Linked DNA regions of Oryctolagus cuniculus: region 2 is linked to region 1. A link is a contact called in public Micro-C data. All regions are on one chromosome and are shown on one strand. The core of a region is the stretch at or near the end of the contact, and the rest is flanking DNA. Distances in the headings are between cores, read along the strand shown.

Evidence for each region. A called contact is a pair of places that touch in the nucleus more often than the background predicts.
Region 2: a Micro-C map of ear pinna shows a contact between it and region 1, with 5 times the contacts expected there. The contact joins two enhancer-like sites. A contact is called at or near these places in 2 of 6 Hi-C or Micro-C datasets (ear pinna and an unstated tissue).

Annotation. Positions count from the first base shown.
Region 1 is chr7:158,177,302-158,181,426 of mOryCun1.1, reverse strand. All of the region lies in intron 1 of LOC127493646 (a long non-coding RNA gene), which reads right to left. Among named protein-coding and RNA genes, the nearest start is that of UBE4B, 22 kb to the right of the region's middle. Within about 2 kb of position 2,521, at least 1 of the 8 cell types and tissues checked has an H3K27ac peak or open chromatin away from gene starts, as enhancers often do. A contact at or near this core is called in ear pinna, where this site is marked.
Region 2 is chr7:158,306,592-158,310,812 of mOryCun1.1, reverse strand. It overlaps CTNNBIP1 (catenin beta interacting protein 1), which reads right to left. Exons shown (of 6, transcript XR_007924116.2): 3 at 3,128-3,248; 4 at 1,858-1,948. Among named protein-coding and RNA genes, the nearest start is that of CTNNBIP1, 35 kb to the right of the region's middle. Within about 2 kb of position 1,677, at least 1 of the 8 cell types and tissues checked has an H3K27ac peak or open chromatin away from gene starts, as enhancers often do. A contact at or near this core is called in ear pinna, where this site is marked.

The DNA of each region.
Region 1 (4,125 bases), core at 1,272-3,771:
CTCTGTGTATCGTGGACAGGCAGGACCTACAGCAGCTACAGCTTACTCACCCGCCACAAGGAAGAAGGGGCGGGCTGGAGGAGCCGCACTGTTTCACTGGTTCGGAGAGGAAGGGAGGTTGACAGCAATGCGGCAGCGCTCCCCCCATGTGACTTGTCAGAAGCAAGAAAGGCCCACAGCCGGGTCATCCAAGGTGGGAAGAGGGAGGAGGGGGCTCCTGGGAGATGATGGGAACCGGAGGGGGAAAGCTGCACACACAGGCGGCTGAGAGCCCAGTGTGCGGCCCTGAACGTGGTGGTTCCCTCCCCCGCCCAACACACGCCCACCAGCAGGTGTGGGGGGCAGCGAGGCCGGCCCAGCTGCTCCCCATCTCCTGCAGGGAACAGGGCAGAGGACCAGCAACCGAGGAGGAACAAGCAAACTGCGCTGCCGGACAGTGAGGAGGAGAAGTAGGGGGGTCTGGACACAAAAGAACCAAAAGCAGAGACTCCAACAAATCTTTGCACGCGCGTGTTCACCGAGGTGCTGCTCACAACAACCAAAGAAAGAAACCCTGGGGTGGGCACGGCGGAAAAGGGGTTAAGTCACCGGCCAATCCTACCTCAGCGTGACTGGGTTAAGTCTCAGCTTCCTGCTAACACAGCAGAAGACGACTCAAGTGGGTCCCAGCTTTGCTTGCAGGAGACTGGGAGGGACTTCTGGTTCCTGACTCGGGCCTGGCTCAGTCCTGTGTATCGCGGGCATTTGGGAAGAGAACCAGCAGGTGGAAGATTCTCTCTCTCCATTTCTCTGGCTTTCAAATAAATTAATTAATTTAACAAAATAAGGTGGAAAGTCCAGTGTGCCCTGACTGCTCAGTGGATGGTCACAGCGCAACAGAGCCATGCCTGGAACATTACACACCCTCGCGGGAATGAGGGACCCACGCACACTGCCGCAGGGACACGCCGTGGGCCCCCTAAGCTCAAGAAACAGTCAGTCAGACTCCTGTCTCAGTCGGGGCTCTCCAGAGAAACAGAGCACTGACACGTGCACAGGGAGAGGTAGACTAAGAGGAGCATTATTGATTTACTTATGTCCAAAGATTTATTGACTTATTTGAAAGGCAGAGTTACAGAGAGGCAGACGCACAGAGAGAGGAGAGAGAGGTCTTCCATCTGCTGGCTCACTTCCCAAGTGGCTGCAATGGCGGGAGCTGATCTGAAGCAGGAGCCAAAAGCCTGGGTCTCCCACGTGGGTACAGGGGCCCAAGGACTTGCGCCATCTTCCGCTTTCCCAGGAATAATTCAGCCTTCCTTGGCATTTCAGTTCGACTGGGCACGCAGGAGCCGGGACGGTGCCCACCACTGGGGCAGGGCTGCTCCTGGGTGCTCAGTGTACTCAGATTCGCGTCCCGCCTTTTCCAGACATACCCTTGCGCACGTCCCAGAAATCAGTTCTTCCCGCCGAGCGTCCCCTCACGCCTGGACGCGCGAGAGCGCTCACGACTGCAGGTGATCCACCCACGCGAGACGCGCAGCCAGGACGGAGGGCGAAGCAGCACTCGCCCGGGGCCGCAGGTCTGTGGAGCAGGCTGCGGGATAGGGCTGCGTTCTAGATGGCCGGGCTGGCTACACAGTGCTGGAAAGCGGGCGCTCCCGCACAGATACCAAACGGAACCGTCAGGGACCAGGGCGCAAACCTCGCTCCCTTAATTTTCTCCCAGCTGTGCAGGCAGGCCCCAAGAGCAAGGCGCAGGACGGTTTGGTCTGGCTCCGCCAGCGGCCCTTGCTCGGGCATTCTCTTCTGTGGGTGGGGTCAGGGCCTCACTCCTGGGAAACCTTTGAATTCGACCTCATTATAGGCCCCACCTCGGTCCTCTCCAGGGTTAGGATCTCAACCAGGGAGCCATGCTGTGGCACAGCAGGAAAAGCCGCCACCTGGGACCCTGGCATCCCATATGGGTGCAGGCTGCTCCACTTCCGATCCAGCTCTCTGCCTTGGCCTGGGAAAGCAGCAGCAGATGGCCCAAGTCCTTGGGCCCCTGCACCCACGTGGGAGACCTGGAAGAAGCTCCTGGCTACGGATTGGCTCAGCTCTGGCCATTGCCGCCATTTGGGGAGTGACCCAGCGGATGGAGGAGGATCTCTCTCTGTCTTTCAAATAAACAATTTTTTTAAAGGAATTCAGGCAGTGAATCTGGGTCAGGGGTAGGGCAAGGTGCAGATGCAGGGGGTCACAGTTCATGGTCCGGGCGGAAAACCAGGCTGCGTGCTCTGCGCGTCTGCGGCTCTGTCTCCCTTCCTAAAGAGGCCAAGCGCCACTGCACGGCGGGCGGTGTCCGCCAGGGGGCGCGCGGTCGCCTCTCGGGCCGCCCCGCCTGCCGCGCGCCACGTGTCGCCCGCGCTGCGCGGGAGCCTGCGGCGGCGGCGGCGCCACTGCTCGGTTCCCCAGGGTCAGGGCCGCCCGCGAGCGCCGCCGCCGGCTCCGCCTGCGGGGGGAAGCCGCTGACCTCCGGGGGCGGCGCCTGAGGCCGCGGAGGAGCGGGGCACCGCCCCAGGCCCCCACCCCCCCGTAAGGGCGGTGGCGAGGCGCCCCGGAGCACACGCGTGCACGGGCGCCTCCCGCGCTGGCAGTGCAGCGGGTCCCCGAGGACGCCCTTGAGCCAACAAGCTGACCGAGGCGACCGCGGCCCGCATCTCGGGGCCTGGGTTCAGCCCCTGGGGCCAGCTCTGGACCGCGGCCTCCTGCCGCTGTACGCCTGGGTGGCCGCAGGTGATGGCGGCTTAGGTGGCTGGGTCCCTGCCACCCACGTGGAGGACCCGGGTGGAGACGTTTCTCTGGGCCTGGCGTCCATTTGGGGAGTGAACCTGTTGAGGAGAGGGTTGTGCGTCTCTGCCTCTCGAGTAAAATGAAATAAAAAACAATTAAAACCCTGCTAACTTCCCTGCGCCCTCTGCCTGCACAGCCACCATTCTGCGTGGGCGCCCGTGAATCAGACTGCTTAGGGTCCTCAGACACGTGGTGTCCCACAGCCTTGTCCCTTGTGTCTGTATGTCATGAGCGGAAATGGCTAAGGTTCACCGGTGTTGGGGCGCCAGTTGGGATCCCCCCCTTTTTTTTCTAAATTTTTTTTATTTAATGAGCATAAATTTCCAAAGTACAGCTTATGGATTACAATAGCTTCCTCCCCCCCATAACTTCCCTCCCACCCACAACGCTCCCCTCTCCCACTCCCTTTCCCCTTCCCTTCACATCAAGATTAATTTTCAATTATCTTTATATACAGAAGATCAATTTAGTGTATATTAAGTAAAGATTTCCACATTTTGCTCCCACACAGAAACACAAAGTGTAAAATACTATTTGAGTACTAGTTATAGCATTAAACACCTAAGAGTAATTGTGTATTAGTTACAGAGTTCAACCAATAGTTTTAAGTAGAATATAAAATTCAACTTTTGTATTGTTGTGGCTCCCCCCCCACCTCCCTCCCTCGCGTGGCCCTCCCCTCACCCACTCCCTCTCCCATCCTGCCCTTCATCACGTTTCATTTTCAATTACCTTCATATATTGAAGATCAACTTAGTATATACTAAGCAAGGATTTCAACAGGCTGCACTCACACAACCGAACCATGTATAGGGTGTTGTTCGACTCATAGTAAAATACATTAAGGACAGAGATCCTACGTGGGGAGCATGAACCCAGTGACTCCCGTTGTTGATTTAACAATTGGCACTCTTATTTATGATGTCAGCAATCACCTGAGACTCTTGCTATGAGCTGTCTAGGCTATGGAAGCCCCTTGAGTTCACCGACTCTGAACTTGTTTAGTCAAGGCCGGATCACAGTGGAGGTTCCTTCCTCCCTTCAGAGAAAGGCGCCTCCCTCCTTGATGGCCTGATCCTTCTGCTGGGGTCTTGTTCACCAGGATCTTTCATTTAGATTGTTTTTTGCCACCATGTCATGGCTCTCCATGCCTGTGAGACTCTCGTGGGCCTTTTAGCCAGATCCGAATGTCCCGAGGGTTGATTCTGAGGCAGGAGTGCTGCCATTCTATGAGTCTGCTGTGTGTCCTGGGATCCCCTTCTTTTTAAAGGCTCAGTAACTTGCCCTTGCGTGAATGACCACGTCTTGTGTCCC
Region 2 (4,221 bases), core at 428-2,927, 130 kb before region 1:
AATAAGTGAAGATTAAAAAAAAAAAAGTTAGGAGAGGTCACCATGGCCTTCTTTTATATTTATACACACACACACACACACTATTTTTTTTTTAAAGATTTGTTTTACTTGCCAGGCAGAGTTACAGAGAGAAACAGAGATAGAGAGAGAGCTCTATCAATTGGTTCACTCCCCAAATGGCTGCAACAGCCAGAGCTGGGCTTATCTGAAGCCAGGAGCTTCTTCTGGGTCTCCCACATGGGCGCAGGGGCCCAAGCACTTGGACCATCCCCAGCTGCTTCCCTAGGTGCACTAGCAGGGAGCTGGATGGGAAGTGGAGCAGCCGGGACTCGTCGCCCATGTGTGATGTCGGCGCTGCAGGCAGAGGCCCCATCCACTGCGCCACAGCACTGGCCTCTGCGACCTTCCTGAACAAGTCAGTAGACCTCACTTTAACTCTTAACTGCAGGTTCAGCCGGGTGAGATAAAGACTGTTCTCTTAGAAATATCCTTAACCTCCCCTTAATACAAAGGTATACACAATGTTAGAAAACCAGTCTTACACAAATGCACATGTTGGGCGTTTGTTTTCTGTGCTGACAAAGAGTTCTACAGCTTACTTCAAGTTTTTCCTTAACAGCATCCCACGCGAGGCGTTCTTACCAACCCAGCCCGAACTCAGGTCAGCCCGGGGACCAACCGCCAAGCAGGGAGCAGGGTGAGACCCCCAGGGACTTAGAGGCCTGAAGCTTTCGGGGCTAAACCAGGCTCTGGAGCCAGGAAGACCCCAGTGAGTGCCCAGGCTAGTCCTGGAAGGTGACAGGCCTCTCCCAAGAGGCCCTGGGAAAGGTTGGGGCCAACTCCACAGGCAACAGGATGCCAAGGTGGTGCGGCAGGGTGGGCATGCCTGGGCAACACACCGGGGAAGCTGTGCACGGCGAATGCTGTTCCAGGGCCACCGAGCTGCCCTGGAAGGTTTCTGCTGAGTCGGGTGCACAAGCCGAGGCGCACCCAGCGCCAGAGCCTGGGAACCGGCCCCTGCGCCAGGGCAGAGGCCGCATCAGCGCGGGGAAACGAGGGCGGCAGCACTCAGCACACCTGTCAGCACTCTCCCCGGGGAGCCCACTCACGTCCTGACATGCCACGGGCTGGAACATCCTACAGCCAGTAATTCTAACAAAGCATGGACAGAAAAGGGAGAGGGCTGCCCAGAACCCTGGGCTGCGGTGTCAGGGTGAGCTTCCCAGAGACTGAGCCTCCACACCGAGTGGCCGCAGCAGCTCCGGGAGCCGGCTGCAGGTCTGTTTCCCAGGGCCCCGGCAGGACCGACCCCGCGCCCAGTGTCCTCGTCTGCTGAGTGGAGGTGATACACACAGTGCTACCCACAGTCAAGTGAATGTGTGAGAGGCGACCACGCCTAGGCACAGTGCCAGCTACACGGGGCACTCAAATGTTGCCGATGACTGGCTGGGTCCCCCCAGAACAGGCAGAACTCCCCAGGCACACGAAGAGCAGAGTTCCTGGGCCTCTGGGGCACCCCTCTGGCCGCAGCCCAGACCACATCAGCCGCAGCATCCAAGCCAACAGAGAGATGGCACTGTGCCAGCATACCAGGGCAGTTCTGCCCCTGTGGGCAGGGGCCAGGCCAAAGTTTAAGGAAATGCAACAGCCAGCCCCCCTGCAATCACGAGGGTCCCCAGGGATTCCCCAGTCTGCCTTGGAGGGTCCCCGGAGGTGGGACCAGACAGGAGGCTCCCAGGGAAGCGCTCTGTGGGTGACAAGGAGCTGTGGCCTTCTTGCCGGCTCCAAGTCCCACAGGTCACCCACCCAGCTCCCTAAAGGAAGCAGCGCTCGGTGCCCGGGAGGGTCTTGACTCACCCTGGTCGATAGAGTGCTGCGGCAGCTGGCTGAGCTGGCTGTTGACCACCCCTGCGTAGGTGCGCAGGAACTCCTCTTCACTGGCTGTCAGCTGCAGGGTGAGAGAGCAGAGGGTGAGGGCGGCGTGCGCCTACTCTCCAAGGCCCCCGCCCAGGCCTGCCTGACCCCCGGGGGCCCCCTCCTCTGCCCCCGGGACTCTATTCCTGAGCTCTGACCCTTTGGCTTCAGAGCAAGCACAGCCTCCTCCCACCCCTGGAACGAGGTCCAAGGGGCCCACAGGCCTTGTCACTCAGATGGAATCTGAGACCAGAATCTCAGCTAGCACAGGGCGGTGGGAAGACGGGCCCTGCCCAGTGAGCCGACAGCAATTCCAAATCCTCCCCTCTCCTGAAACACGGCCCCACACCCGTGTGTCTGCTGCCCCTCCTGATGCCTGCCCTGCCCAGCCCCTCAGCTGCCCCCAAGGAGAGAACCCTCGGGGATCCAGAATGGCCTTCACCCTCCTGGCCCCAATGCAGCGCTCAATATCTGGGGCCTGAACACCAAGCCACAGGCCCAGCAGCAACCCCCCACCCTGCCGGGGCCCTGGCAACCCAGGTCACTGCCCCCCCCCCCCCGCACCGCTGCCACACAGCAGCCCAGGCACTCGTGTGTGAGCCCAGGAGGTCACTGTAGCCCCCTCTATCCTCAGCACGTGCCCCTCCCCCCCGCCACACAGCAGCCCAGGCACTCATGTTCGAGCCCAGGTCTCTACAGCGCCGCCCCCCCGGCAGGTGCCACCCCCCGCCACCCATCAGCCCAGGCACTCATGTTCGAGCCCAGGTCTCTGCAGCCCCTCCATCCTCGGCACATGCCCCCCCCACCTCCCCCACCACACAGCAGCCCAGGCACTCACGTTCAAGCCCAGGTCTCTGCAGCGCGCCCCCCACCCCCCAGGCACACAGCAGCCCAGGCACTCACGTTCGAGCCCAGGTCTCTGCAGTCCCCTGTCGGCAGGTGCCCCCCCCAGCAGCCCAGGCACTCACGTTTGAGCCCAGGTCACTGCAGCCCCCTCCATCCTCGGCACGTGCCCCCGCCCCGGCAGGTGCCCCCCCCATCAGCCCAGGCACTCACGTTCGAGCCCAGGTCTCTGCAGCACCCCGCCGGCAGGTGCCCCCCCACACCCCCCAGCAGCCCAGGCACTCACGTTCGAGCCCAGGTCTCTGCAGCACCCCCCCGCAGGTGCCCCCCGCTCCACCCCCCCGGCAGGTGTCCCCCCCCAGGCACTCACGTTCGAGCCCATCTTCCTCAGCATGAGCAGCACGCGCACCTTCTGCTGAATGTACACCTCCTCCGGACTCTTCCCGGGAGCGCCCTCGCGGTTCATCCCCCTGGCCCAGCTCCGGGGACTCCTGCAGGGGAGAGGCAGCATGGGGGGAGGGGCTCAGACCCCTGCCGAGTGACCCACGCTCTTCCCGCCCAGGGCCCGGTTCCTGCCTTGCCAGCCTGGCTCGGCCACTCTGAGCAGCTCCAGCCCACAGCCACTGCAGGGGGCCTGCCTGCCACCCTGTGCCCAGCCAGCTCCCCCTGCAGCACGCCTCCTGCCGTGAGCCATGCCTCGCGTGTCCCGGGGGCCTGAAGCAAGCAAGCTCCAGGAGGGGCAGCAGAGACGCGAACCACGGCAGCTGGCTGGTGCCCAGTCCCGACACCAAGACCACTCCCCGGCCAAACGCCCCTGCCGAGGGCGCGACACACAGGGCTGCGGGGCCGCCGCCACCACCCTCCCTAGCCCAGCCCACCTGTGGAAGGGCAGTCCTGCAGGCAGCCGGGGAGGCCAGCAGCTGCGCCCAGGTGTCGCTGGGACCTGAGCTGCGTCAAGGCCCCAGGAGAGAAGCCCGGTAAGCCCGGGAGGCCCTGGGGGCGAGGCAGCGGGCGTGGAGGGGCTTGGGTTACACGCGCTATCGCTCCTGGATGAGTCAGAAATAACGCATAACGCGGCAGCTGGGGGGGTGGAGCCTCGGCACTCCCAGTGCCAAGGAGCTGTGCTTGGAGAACCAGGAACTGGGCTGGCGGGCCAAGGACACTCCACACGGTCTACCCCAGGGGCCAGCAACCCTGGACCAGTGGGCTGTGCCTGGCAGAGTGGCTCTCTGAGCAAAGGAGAACTGGACACGTGCCAGGGCCAGGGCGGCAGCTCCCTGAGGGTACTTGTCCACTGCTCAGGCCCCAGGGCTAACGGGGCCCTGCCCCAAAAGCTCACACAACAGACCAAAACCCTGGTCAGCTGGGGCTGATGTACACCGGGTGCAACATGGGGCTCCTTCTAGAACCTTCCTGCCGACTCCCAGGGCTCTAGGCTCTCTTCCTCTGCCCCTCTCGCACCTC